Regions from separate parts of the Sus scrofa genome. Here region 2 is linked to region 1. Evidence: chromatin contacts called from public Hi-C data. All regions are on one chromosome and are shown on one strand. Each heading gives the region's core, a stretch centred on a gene start, on an enhancer-like site or on the middle of the called end of the contact. The rest is flanking DNA. Distances are from core to core; before and after follow the strand shown.

Region 1 (7,028 bases), core at 1,152-3,651:
TCGCTCATCCTGGGTTGAACCTGGCACATGCCCAGGCTGGGTGGGCTCCAGGTGTTAGTTCTCTTTCTGAGGCTGGGAGGGGACGGAGAGGCTGAGGAAGCCTTTAGGAGGAAGGAGGGACTGTGGAAGTTTCAGAAGTCACCTCTTGGCAACCCTGGAGGCCATTGGCTTTCAATTGATGCTATAGCAGGCAGCACAGAGGGGAACAAGTGAGAGGAGAGATCCTGGGGCCTGGATGAAGCTGTGGGGGTTACAGACAGATAGACAGTTGGAGAGGGAGGGACAGGGACGTGCTGGGACTGGACTTACAACCGTGGAGGAGGAGGTCCTGGTGGGGAGGGAGGTACCAGGACCATGGCAGACCTGGCAGCTCAGCAGCCTGAGTTACTCAGTCTGGGCTTTTGGGGTATCAAGTGCATCTTCTCCGGGCAGAAATGGTCCGTCTTCCTTGCCCTGGACCATGTTCCTCAAATGTATTATCAGACCAAGTTTCCAGGTGGCAGAGAATGAAGTCAGCACATAAGAACATCCCCAGTGTCACCTCCATAATTTTTTTCCTTTATCTTTTGATACCCACAACCACTCACCTGCTTTCGAGTTCTCAAGAGTTGAGAGTGTGTAAATTAGCAGTTTCTACAACGTGGAACATAGTTGGGGAGCTTCAGTTTGGAAATTGCTTATTTTTTTTTCTCGAGTTTATGTTATAGTTTTAATATAGCTTAGTCATCTTTTTGTTGATAAAGTTTTTAATTTTTAGAGTTATAAAGGTAACATGGTTTCAGGATGGAGGAGTCTTCTTGAGTGTCCCACTCTGAACCCTTTCCTAGGAGCAGATTCTCCCTTTTCTCTGTCCAGTTTCCTGCTCCTGGCCATTTCCCTGTGTCCCAGCGTCAGCCCAGGAGATCAAGTAAAGCCAGGTCAGGGGTTGTGTCCATGAAGGGTTCTGTGGCAGAGAACACGGAAACCTCCGCCCAAGAGGAGGTTGGGAAGTCGCCCGCGAACTAGAACAACCACCTGTCCCAGCCCAGCCCTGGAGTCAGTAGCCCCCATCACTTCATACTGTTCGTCCCCAGGTAACACTGGCATCTGTAATTGATGCCAGCTTTAAATTCCCCAGAATAAGAAAATGTTGGCGTTCCCGTCATGGCTCAGTGGAAATGAATCTGACTAGCATCCATGAGGATGCAGGTTCGATCCCCGACCTCACTCAGTGGATCAAGGATCTGGCGTTGCTGTGAGCTATGGTGTAGGTCACAGATGCAGCTTGCATCTGGCATGGCTGTGGCTGTGGCGTAGGCCGGTGGCTACAGCACCAAGTGACCCCTAGCCTGGGAACCCCCATATGCCGTGGGTGCAGCCCTAAAAAGACAATAAATAAATAAATAAATAAAATGTTCATGGTGTGTTGCCGTAGCCCTGTCACGTCACTCTTTCTCTGGATCACAGTGCCAGGCACCCAGTGAGCCTTCAGGCAGTGTCTTGGTTCACTGAGCCCTTGGTTCACGGAGCCCAAGGTGGTCTGAGCCACCTTGCCACTGCTTCTTGGTGTTCTGAGAGCACTAAGTGAAAGTCCTGAGGCTGTGTATGTTAAGACCGGGCCAAAGTCCATCCTCCCTCCTTCAGGCTGATGAGCCCCACCCTGGCTATCAGCACGTATTTGCTCCTTATCAGAGTGATAGAATGGTCCAGGGGAAGGGCATCAGGGGTCACTTCCTCTGGCCACCCTCCTGTGCAGGAAACTCCCATCTGTACTCTCTGGGATAGTCAGGGCCCCTCGCCCCTTTGGCACCCATGCTCCAAGCCTTCTGCTCCTCCTTTCTGGACGTGTTTGCCTGTTAGAAAATCCTTCTTTATTCTAATCCCAATCTGCCTCTTGGACTGTTTCCTCATTGACCTGGTTCTGCCCTTTGTAGCAACACAGAACAAAGGTCCGTAGGCGCGGCGCGATTCCACCTTCAGAGTTTGGAAGTCGTGCTCATGGCTCCCTTCCTTTCTCTCCCCCACCCTCTTCTGTCCCTCCCCAGGGCCCCCACATTCTCCAGTGCCTTCCGTCATCCTTGGGTGACATGGCAGTCGATCTGAATTTTAATAATTGGCGACATTCACTGAGGCACTGTTCTAGGCTCCTCACATGAGTTATCGTCCTTACTACTCACCATCACCTGAGGTGGGTGCTGTCAATATCCGCGTTTTGTTAATGAGAAGACTGAGGAGCAGAGGTCAGATGTCCAGAATCACACAAGGAAGTGGCAGAGCAAAGATTGGGCCCAGGTGGTTTGGCTCCAACACCTATGCCTTTAGCTGCAGGGCTGTCATATCTTACAACCTTAGCTCTAAAAGTAACCCTGGGCTGCATGAGATTGGGCTGGGCCCGACTTCAACTTATTTTGCAAGAGGTCATTTGAAGAGAGCGTGAGTCGAACAATTTCCTATGAAACCTCCTCAGAGGCCTTTGCCCTATCACCAACAATGGGTTCATCCTAATTCTGCCAGGCCCTGCAGGGTTCATGATGCAGTGGGTTTAGATCAGAGTGATGACGGTGGGCTTATAGTATTTTCTCTTCCGGCACATGAAGTCAAATGCCGTAAGTTTCTTGTTTAAAATGCTCAGTCATGATTTTGTGGTCAGAAAGCAGAGAGAGAAAGGTGCCTAAGAATTTGAAGACTGTACCGTCTCTTCAAGTCCCTAATCAAACCTTGCTGCTCAAAATAGCCCCAGGGGTTGTGGCGTCAAGGGAGGCAGTGCCCACCCACCCTCCAAAGCTGGGATGGCAGATGCCAGGTACACATTTTCTTGGAACAAGTGCATCAGGAGGGGTTTTGGAAATGCAGGACAGAGAACTGGGAAGGGACAGGTCAGGGCCAGTCTGACCTGGGCTTGAGCATTGGCCTTGCCCTTCACCGGGTGCGTAACTAGATGTAAGTCACTTGTGGTCTCGTCTGTAAGATAGAAGCAACTCTGTCTTTTCCTAGGCATGTTTTGAGGGTTAAATGAGCAGAAGCTGCAGGGGCTGTTTTCAGACCATTCCCCACGCCTGATACCTCAGTGTTTGGCAACCAAGCTCTCATTCACTGCCTGGCCTTTCCTGCTTTGGTGGCACGGACCCCAGCCCCTCAGCTGCCTCCTTTCTTGTGGGGCATGGAGTGGGGCTGTGGAGGCATGGGAATTTCTGGGGCAGGAACAGTCTCCAAGACCCAGCCTGCAGTCAATCTGGTCATCCTGCCTGACCCTGGCAGCTCGGTCTAGGCTCCCCAAGCATCCTGAGAAAAGTGGGACTCATGACTTCATTAAGAGTCTGCTACCTGTGCTCAGGGGCCCCTGGGCTTGCCTGATCTAGACACTGGCCACACACCGGCTGAGCAAGAAGGGCTGAGAAACGGGAATTGAACCATCTTTCTCTGTGTCAGTTGCTTTTCAGAGAGCATGCATCCCAGTCACAGTGGGAGGAGACGTGATTTCTAAGGTGGTGAGCCCAGAAACTTGGAGGGAGGGTAGCTTGATGCAATAGAAAAAAGACTAGATAAAAGCTGGTTTTCTCCTTGCAAAACAGGGCCCTAACCTCCCTGAAAGGTAGTCTGAAAATTGGGGATGATAATAGAACTAACCCCTAAAGTTGGTAGGAAGATTATGAGATCCTGGATGGACATTTAAAAAAGTCATCTGGCACACTGTCTAGCAGTTAATAAATAAAATATTACAATAATTCTCTTTCAGAGTTCCCGTCGTGGCTTAGTGGTTAATGAACCCGACTAGCATCCATAAGGACTCTGGTTCGATCCCTGGCCTCGCTCAGTGGGTTAAGGATCCGGCCTTGCCGAGAGCTGTGGTGTGGATCTGGCGTTGGTGTGGCTGTGGTGTAGGCCGGCAGCTGTAGCTCCCATTCGACCCCTACCCTGGGAACTCCATATGCCGCAGGTGTGGCCCTAAAAGACAATAAGACCAAAAAAAAAAAAAAAAAAAAAAAAACAATAGTTCCCTTTCTCCTCCACCTTCTACTCTGCTATTGATTTCCTGCACAGCTTTGAGTAAATACCTTAACCCCTCTTTGACCCCTCTCTTTGTAGAAGAGTTGAAACGTTCTGAATGGGACATAGTGCCCACATAGGACCTCTTGGGCATGTTGTTATAAATAGATACAAGCATCTCCTTATTCCTTTCACTATGTCTTCTAGAGTAGCTGTGCCCAACCTTTACATACTGATGGACATACTATTTTGTTTTAACTAGCTTTATTTTCTTTCTTCTTTGTATCATCGTCAAGTTGATTATTTTTGAAATTATGAGTGTTGGTACATTCTATTATAAATTTTTTTTCGAGAGAATGAAAAGACTGTTTAAAAATATTCGTATTGAGTCTTTGAAAGTACAAGAGAGGGAGTGTGTGTGTGTGTCTGTGTGTGTGTGTGTGTCTGTGTGTGTGTGTGTGTCTGTGCTTGCCTATAAATCAGCTGGAGACACCTTAGGATAGACTTGAAAAAAAAAAAAAAGAAACAGTTTCAGAGTTCCCATCGTGGCTCAGCGGAAATGAATCTGACTAGTAACCAAGAGGACGCAGGTTTGATCCCTGGCCTCGCTCAGTGGGTTAAAGATCTGGCATTGCTGTAAGCTGTGTGTAGGTTGCAGACATGGTTCAGAGATCTGGTGTGGCTGTGGCTGTGGCGTAGGCCAGTGGCTACAGTTCTGATTCGACCCCTAGCCCAGGAACCTCCATGTGCTATGGGTGCCGCCCTAAAAAGACAAAAAAAAAAAAAAAAAGTGTCTCACTTATCTTAGAAATGTCCTTTTACATAAGGATATGTAATAGAAGTCAGAATTTAACTGCATTCATTGTCAGAAAAATAAGGTGTTTTGATATTTCCCCTGGCCGTTTTAGGAAATATGTGATCTTGAAGAGCCTGAAGCATAGTTTTTATTATCATCTTTTTTCATCTTTGCCAGCTCTGTTTTTTTCACTCCTCCCATCTGTGTGTGTATATATATATATATGTAACGTCAATGCGTAGATCTTTACGGAAAGGAAACCTGGCCAGACTCCTTGCTTTGCACCAAGTTTATTTCTGTTGTTTTGTGGCCTCTGCCTGCACAAATGGTTTGTGTGAATTTTGTGAATTGCCTATTCATATTCCTTGTTTTCCACTGCGGTGGTTGCTTTTTTATTGATTTACGGCAGGCTTTACTTTTGTCTTGCTCCATTGAATTCAGAAAGGATAATACTCCTTCACCTGTCACAGACCTTTGGAGTCAGATGAACCTGAGTTTGAATCCTGGCTTTCCCACTGCAGCACTGAGAAACGACAGGCAGTTTAACTAGACCTCTCTGAGAATGTTACTTCTTCTAATTGAGAACTAAAGGAAAAAGCACTGCCTGGCACAGAACGAAAAGCCCAGTGTGTGGTTTCTGCTGCTACAGTTTCTGTGCTGTTATTTTTGTTGTAATCCCTGCACTGACTGTTTTCTCAGAAAAGTATCTTGAGCTCTACAACTCATGCTGTTTCAGATTCTTAGGCATGTGACGTTCACTTGCTGTAACCAGAGCCCAGAAAAATGAAACCAAAATCACTGAAATGTTGTTTATTCCTTGTGTAGCAAAGAGACCGATGAGAGAAAACAAGCCGAGTCCGTTTTAGCTAAAAGAGGAACCTGCAGAGTTATGCGTAAGGTCAGGAAACGCTCTGAGGAACATCTTAGATCCAGGGCACTGGTTCAGGGCCCTGAGATTCATCATATGACGAAATCCCCTCCCCTCCAACTGTGCTTGCCAGGGCCAGCAAGTAAACAAATCCGTTTCAGAAAGGTTCCCAGTCCCTCAGAGTTGAAGGAGGAAGGATCATCTGGTTAACTGTTTAACCAGTTCTACACACCTGCCATGCCCCCAGAACTCTCGTTGCTTCACGGCCTGGTGACCAGTTGGGGTATCCTTGCTCTCCTGGCAAGAGGTGGGTGGGTGCAAGCCAACCCTGCCCTCTTTGTCTTACTTGGGATGGAGCTTTTGCTTTCCTTTGCTGAATCCCTTCTTTTTTTTTTTGCCATTTCTTGGGCCGCTCCTGCGGCGTATGGAGGTTCCCAGGCTAGGGGTCTAGTCGGAGGGAGCCATAGCCGCCAGCCTACACCAGAGCCATAGCAATGTGGGATCTGAGCCACATCTGTAACCTACACCACAGCTCACGGCAAAGCCAGATCCTTAACCCACTGAGCAAGGCCAGGGATCAAACCTGCAACCTCATGGTTCCTAGTCGGAGTCATTAACCACTGAGCCACGATGGGAACTCCCCTTTGCTGAGTCCCTGAAGCAACAAGACATTGTGCAAAGTCCCGGCTCTGGAGCTGGGCCACTGGGGGTTCTCTTCCGTGTTCCCCAGTCCTGTCTCTGTGATCTTGGACAAGTTGAAGCACCTCTCTGAGCCTCAGTGCTGTCTTCTACACGATGTTGATCGGAATGCCTTCCCCGAAAGGTCGTTGTGAGGACCACATGAGTTGGTTCAGGGCTATCACCGTCCCTGGCATGTGTGATGCTCAGTCACTGGGAGGTGGGTGCTGCTCCAGGAAGGCAGGCGCGGGTACATGGACCACAGTGTAGTCTGTGATGCAGCCAGATGTCTCATAAGCATCCCTCACTCAACATGTCCCAGACCAACAGTTCCTGCCCTGCGGGGTGGACCACAGGAAGGCACCTATTCCTCTTGCTGTTATACAGGGCATGCTGCCTGGCAAGGGAAGCTTGGGGAGGGGGGGTCTTCACCCCCACTGGCCTCCTGGTCTGGGGGCCTTTGTGCAGATCAGCTACACCCCTCCCCCAGAAGGAGAGGAAATCCTCCCAGCTGTTCCCTCACTGTGTGTCAAGAATTGACAGCTTCTCATCCCCCCACCACAGCCACCCAGCCCCAGCTCCTCTGAGAACTCACATCCCGTCCATCAGCAGAGACTCCCTGAAAATATATCTAGAATTCATTCAGCCACTCTCAGACCAGGCCTGAGGCATATCGTCTTCTCCCTCAGACTATTTTTTTTGATAGGCAAGAAATAAATT
Region 2 (7,028 bases), core at 2,359-4,858, 130 kb before region 1:
TTCCTCTGTGATTTGCATTGACTTTTTATAGGCTTATAACATACTTGTAGATTGAGACTGCTTCCCCCCCCTTAACATTACATCAGCTGTTTTCCAAATTGTTCCATCTTTATCGCAGTTAATTTCAATATGGTAGAAATAATTGTTGCTCTAATCCAGGGTATTTTTTGAACATGAATACATAAAGCACCCCCACCCACATTCAAATAATAAATTCTCCAGGCACACATGCACCCCTCCCTGCATCACAGATTTTCCATGGCCCCTAATGCATCTCAAGATCTGCTGATCCCATCCTAATCTTTTTCCTTTAACACTCGGAACAATTATCAGCAAGCCGCTACAACCCCGCCCCTTTCTCGCCTACTCAGAAAAACATGCAAGTGAGTGAAAATGACATTATTATAAGAATAACCTTGAATCCACTCCAATTTATAACAAAAGCAGCTCATTTGGAAACTTTGGTGCTTTTACTATTAATAGTGCAGATTACTTGCTACACAGCTCAGGCCCCAGTGTAACATGCCAGGGAATCTTGCTACTGTTGCTGAGGGCTGCTTGTCTACTGGGGAAGACAGACACTAAACTCCAGGGAGACAGGAGCAGGTCAGCACCTCTACAGTGGGTCATGGAGAGTGCAGACTTCTCAGAGGAAGTGATATTTAAGTTGACTCTTGAAAAGAGGTTGCCAATCAGAGCAGGAGGTAAGGCCATTCCAGGGAGAAGGCTTAGAGGCCTGAGTGTCCAGCTAAGGACTGGTGCACGTGTGGCAGGGGCTTTGATCTGCTGCACAGATGGGACCGTTGAGATGGTGCTGGCAGAGGAGACGGAATGGGAAGGGCCGTATGATTCACGAGGAAGTTCGCTTTTTCCCATGGATCTGGGAGCTCTGGAAATTTTTGGTTTATTTCAGCTTTATTGAGGTAGAATTGACAAATAAAGATTGTGTTATTTTACACACTACTATATATAAAATAGATAATCAACAAGAACCTACTGTAAAGCACAGGGAACTCTACTCAATATTCTGTAATAACCTACATGAGAAAGGAATCTGAAAAATAATGGGTATGTGTATGTGTATAGCTGACTCACTTTGCTGTGTACCTGAAACTAACACAACATTGCAAATCGACCGTACTCCAATATAAAATAAAATTAAATTGGAGTTCCCACTGTGGCACAGCAGAAACAAATCTGACTAGGAACCATGAGGTTGCGGGTTCGATCCCTGGCCTTGCTCAATGGGTCGAGGATCCTGCATTGCCATGAGCTGTGGTGGAAGTCGCATTATGTGGCTCAGATCCCATGTTGCTGTGGCTCTGGCATGGGCAGATTAGACCCCTAGCCTGGGAACCTCCATATGCCACGGGTGTGGCCCTAAAAAGGACAAAAAGACCAAAAAATTTTAAAAAATTAAATTAAATTAAAAAGAAAACAAAAGTTACTGTAAAGCCATAAATAGCAATGATTATCTCTTTTAAAATTGTGTCTGTTTAAGGCACACAGTGTGGTGTTTTGATATATGTGTCCCTACCTTGTGAAATGATCACCACAATTAAACTAGGTAACACAGCCATCACCTCACATAGTTACCTTTGTAACACTGAAGATCGACCTCTTAGCAAATGTCAAGTGTACAATACAGTCTTGTTAACTATATTCACCGTGCTATACATTAGATCCCCAGAACGTATTCATCCTCTTTAGCCAAGTTTTGTGCCCTTTGAGCAATATCTTCCCGCTGTTCCCATCTCCACTCTTCCATCCCCAGCAAACCTCTGGTAACCACCTTTCTTAGAGCTGCACCCTTGGCATATGGAGGTTCCCAGGCTAGGGGTTGAATCGGAGCTGTAGCCGCTGGCCTACACCTCAGCCACAGCAATGCCAGATCCGAGCCACGTCTGCAACCTGCACCACAGCTCACGACAACACTGGACCCTTAACCCACCGAGCAAGGTCAGGGATCGAACCTGCATCCCCATGGATGCTAGTCAGATTCGTTTCCGCTGAGCCATGGCAGGAACTCCTTGGTCATCAACCACCTTTCTACCCTGTGAGTTCAGCTAGTTTAGACGCCACATTATAAGTGGGATCATGCATTTTTTGCCTTTTGGTATCTGGATTCTTTCATTTAGCCAAACGTCCTCCAAGTTCTTCCACATTGTTGCAAACAGCAGGATTTTCTTCTCTCTTAAGACAGAATGATATTTCTTCGTATAAATATGTACCCCATTTTTTTTCTCTATTCACCCATCCACAGACACCTAGATTGTTCCCATGTCTTGGTTATTGTGAATAATGCTGCAGTGAACATGGGAGAGCAGATAATTTTTTCAAGATCCTGATTTCATTTCCTTTGGACATATACCCAGGGTGAGATTGCTGGTAGTTTTTAAACAGAAGATAATGCCGTACGAATACACTTTGGTTTAGAAAATTCCAGTAGGAACAGGACAGAGGGAAGAGCAGAGAAGCTGGAGGCCAGGGCAGGACAGCAAAGTGGGGAGATTGGGGCAGGGAAGTGTGGGGGGAACAGGTGGATGGATAGCATTGGCAAGTGACATCCTCTGAACCCAAAGAATTGAAAGAAAGGCAATTGCCTGCTCTCTGAGCGCTCCAGAGTGGTGTGTGGTCTGGTCACGTGGGTGACCGTGCCCTGTCTGCACTTGGCAACACTGTGTCATCACATTGTCAAAACTCACCCTGTGACTGAGAACAGGGCCATGCAGCTAACAAGAAGCTTTCCTATAGTGAGGGGCTGTGGGAAAAGGTTTTTTTTTTTTTTTTTGCAAAAAAAGAACAAAAACAATGTGAGGAATAGAGATTTCCTCCAAATAACTCTCCTGCTATGCTGGTTAATGGAATTAGCAGGGGTCAAGGAATCATATGGACTCCAATTTGAACTGAGCCTCTCACTAGCTTGGTGACCTTGAACACACTACCTAACTTGCTTGGCCCTCAGTTTCTTCATCTGGAAAATGGACAATAATTCCTACCTTGGAGGATTAAGGTGAAGACTCATCAGGGTAACAAAACATGCAGAGGCTCCTGCCCTGGGAAACCTCAGTGAATATTCTTTCCCTCTCCCCTCCTCATCCAGTGTGGCCATGGAAGGGTTAAGAGACCAACTAGCTACTGACCAGGAGCTAAAAAACAAAGGCTCTGGAGGGAGAGGCTAGTGGGTGTACTTCCAGGCCAAAACGGAAGTGGGATGAGATGCTACCCATTAAAACTGACTAATTCCACTGGAATTGTGTGCAGGACAAAGGAGATTAATTCAGTGAAATCTCTGGAGTGCTTCAAAGCGCACTGGGTGTGTGTGCACACGGCACACACAGCGAGTCTCCTTCCAGGGCGGGCTCGCTTCCTCTAGCAGGGATGGGATGGCTAGGGGAGTGACAAGGGGCTTCTTAACAACACCCTGAATTCTGATCCGGGTGAGCTGCTCCCCCACCAGGCGCCCAGGGGAGAGAAGCCGCCCGTGGCCTGGGCAGGGCAGGCTTCCCCAACTCCAGCTGCAGCCTCTGTGCTGGGGTCAGGGAGGCTCCCGCCGCACCGTGCCCCAGCTGGATCGAGTGACAGCCCACGGCTGACTCACAGCCCGAGAGGCTGGCAGCTAGCTAGCAGCAGACCAGCCGGCGGCCCAAGGGTGAGCTCATTAACCACAGGGACCATGAGCAATGCCGTGTCACCCAGGCCCTCTCCATCTGTGGGGCAGGGAGGCCCCTTCCCCGCTCTTCTTAAAGACCTCTGGCTCTGGGGGCCCAAGGACTACGGGTCTCTGTATCCCTGGGGGTCCCTGACATCCTGCCGTTTTACCTTCCATGAAGGCAGTTCATTACAGGGCTGGTGACGGATGATGTCATTTTTGTGCCTCCTCGGTGGGAGGGTCACGTGACTACATTCATAAAGCAGAATTCAGTGCTGGGCCAGACACTGTGCCCCTATTTGGGGTTTGGAAAATATGGTTACTGTTAATGTGCTAAACGGAGGCCTTCCTGTCTGTGGTAGAAAAATCCACCAGGCATGGCTTCATTAACCTAAGAAAATGACCTCCAGCAGGCCTGCCTGGCCTGCAGAAATTTCGTCCCTTCCTGAGGCAGATGGCAAGAGAGAAACAGAACACACACCCGCTCCCATGTTGTCCAGCATCCCCAAAAAACATCCTCCTGGAAGACAGCAGCCGTATCAGCGTTCATTCATTCGGAGGGTCAGTCTGGGTCGCAGAACGATAGAGATGAATCATGTCTCTTCGGAGCAACCAAACACTGAGACATATTTCCAAAAGGTGACCTCTTGAGTGTGGGTGATTTTAAAGTAACCGATCCTCATTGTCACGTGCTATTCCAAGGAAGTGTGTTAAGGCTGGTGAAGAAATTCATTGCCGGCTCACTTACCTGGGCTCTGGGAAGCTCCTTCTGCTCCCAAGAGCCACCAGCTTGTGGTATTCTGGAATTTCACATTAGTGACTCTTTTGTTGAGTTAAAGCTTTTACTTCCAGGGAGCATGCTCATAATATGTAGGTAACAGACTATTTATATTACCAGCCATGATTGAGTTTGAGAGAGAGCTGAGTACAATAGCCCGTTAGATTTATTTTTCTCTATTTTCTCTATTTGCTTCACTCCTTTCTTCCTTTTTTTCTGCCTCCACGCTTTCTTCACTCCTTTCCTCCTTCCTTTATTTCATTCACTTATTTGTCGTGTGACTATCCACTGAGCACATACTCTGTGCTGGCTGGGATTTGGTCTAAGAACAACGGCTAAGAGTCTGGGGCCATGCATCAAGACGCTTTGATTTCTTCCTCCATGATTTAGACATGGCTTAAGATTCCGTTTTCTGTTTTTTTGTGGGTTTTTTTTTTTTTTTTTGTCTTTTTTGCCATTTCTTGCACTGCTCCGGGGGCATATGGAGGTTCCCAGGATAGGGGTCGAATCAGAGCTGTAGCCACTGGCCACAGCCACAGCCACAGCAACGTGGGATCCAAGTGGAGTCTGCAACCTACACCACAGCTCACGGCAATGCTGGATCCTTAACCCACTGAACGAGACCAGAGATCGAACCGGCAACCTCATGGTTCCTAGTCAGATTCATTAACCACTGCGCCACGATGGGAACTCCAAGATTCCATTTTCTTATCAGCCAAAAAGGGAGACAATTATGAGACCTCCCTCCTAAGGTTGTTGAAGGATTGTATGACTTACTGCATATAAAACACTTTGCTCTGTCCCTGGTCCTTCCCAAACATCCCCCAAATGTTATCATCATCCTTAAAATAATGGACAATGTCGGCTCTGTGAATAAACTTCTAAAGTTCAAATCCTGGCCCCTACCTACCAGCAATGTGACCCTGGGCAATTAAATTCCTTGTGCTCCAGTCTCATCTGTAATGTAGAGCTAATAATAGGTATATATTTCATCAGGTTGTTGGAAGAATTTATTAGGATAATGTCTGTACTGTATATAAAACTGTGCCTGGCACATGGTAAGCACGCAATAAATCATAGCTATTATAGTGGCTGCTGTTATTATTGGTGGTTCCAGAAACATGAGAATGAGAAATAATTAAGACACTCTCATAGGGAAGCCAAGCATGTATATGGATAATGACAAGGTGAATGAGTAGAAAAGCAGAAACACAGTACAGGAGGAAGGTTTCGCTTTTGGAGAGAAGAACAAAGAAAGCTTCACCAAGGAGGTGTCCAAACAGGACATTAATCGGACACATGTAGAACCTCATTAGGAAACACTTTATTTTCCTCATCTTCCCAAATGTATTCTTGAGTCTCAAGTCCAACTATCTCGAGCCAGTTTTCCAAATTCTCTATTATTGGTCCAGCTCCATTTCCTTGCACACTTGGATATATCAGCCAGGCTTATAGGTAAACGCCCCTCTTATCATCCCTCAGCCTCACCTTCTGACTCTGGCCTGCAGGTGCCATGTTCTAGAATGCCCTCCCTCTCCCAGCCCCCCGTGTGCAAACCCTACATGGTCTTCTAAAGGCAGCCAAACTTCACCTGCTCTTTGAAAACCAGACTCACATTGCCACGCTCCTCTTCTGGCTTCTTTGTCCTTTTCAGAACCCTGCAATTGGCATGGTCCCATTCAGCCCTGGGATTTGTCTTTTTCAGCCAGGCTCCTCATTTGCCTTCTGTAATGGATTTTCTATTTATGGGGTCCCCATTTCTGACATTTTACAAGCTCTCCTCCCCCTTCCCCACTCCTCACTTCCAATCATGCTCCTCCACAGTGATGGTCACACCAGCTCCCTTGGTTCCTCCTTTCTCAGCCATTGAGCTGAGCATCTGACCCCTGTCTCCTAGTCCGAGTTCTTCTGCACACCATTGCCTCCATAGAGACTAGTTGGGGCCTAGAAGAGGGTTTGGGTTTTGTTTTGTTTTGTTTGCTTTTTAGGGCCACACTTGCAGGATATGGAGTTCCCAGGCTAGGGGTCGAATCAGAGCTGCACCTGTCAGCCTGTGCTACAGCCACAGCAACATGGGATCCGAGCCACATCTGTGACCTATACCACAGCTTATGGCAACATCAGATCCCGACCCACTGAGCGAGGCCAGGGATCGAACCTGCATCCTTATGGATACTAGTCAGATTTGTCTCCGCTGTGCCACAATGGGAACTCCCGAGGGTTTGGTTTTTTTTTTTTTTTTTTTAAGATTTATTTTTCATTGTCAACTCTTGGGGATCTTTCCAATTTTGTTTCATGTGCATGGATTTATCCATTCAGGAAAAGTAAATTATTCGATAAATGAATAGGAGTTCCCATCGTGGCACAGCAGAAACAAATCCGACTGGGAACCATGAGGTGGCAGGTTCGATCCCTCGCCTCACTCAGTGGGTTAAGGATCCAGCGTTGCCTTGAGCTGTGGTGTAGGTCTCAGATGCAGCTCGGATCTGGCATTGCTGTGGCTGTGGTGCAGGCCAGCAGCTGTAGCTCCGATTAGACCCCTAGCCTGGGAACCACCATATGCCACAGGTGCAGCCCTAAAATGCTAAATAAATAGCT

What was found. Hi-C and Micro-C count contacts between places; a contact is called where the count stands out from the background.
Region 2: a contact with region 1 is called in a Hi-C map of subcutaneous adipose tissue, with 2.3 times the contacts expected there. The contact joins two enhancer-like sites. A contact is called at or near these places in 20 of 47 Hi-C or Micro-C datasets (adipose tissue, alveolar macrophages, brain and 13 more) and 2 of 2 datasets of contacts at active chromatin or transcription factors (alveolar macrophages and skeletal muscle).

The regions. Positions count from the first base shown.
Region 1 is chr2:45,956,899-45,963,926 of Sscrofa11.1, reverse strand. It overlaps a transcript of ARNTL not described here. Among named protein-coding and RNA genes, the nearest start is that of ARNTL, 19 kb to the right of the region's middle. Within about 2 kb of position 2,401, at least 13 of the 83 cell types and tissues checked have an H3K27ac peak or open chromatin away from gene starts, as enhancers often do. A contact at or near this core is called in omental adipose tissue, retroperitoneal adipose tissue and subcutaneous adipose tissue, where this site is marked.
Region 2 is chr2:46,093,076-46,100,103 of Sscrofa11.1, reverse strand. No RefSeq gene overlaps it. Among named protein-coding and RNA genes, the nearest start is that of ARNTL, 160 kb to the right of the region's middle. Within about 2 kb of position 3,608, at least 20 of the 83 cell types and tissues checked have an H3K27ac peak or open chromatin away from gene starts, as enhancers often do. A contact at or near this core is called in omental adipose tissue, retroperitoneal adipose tissue and subcutaneous adipose tissue, where this site is marked.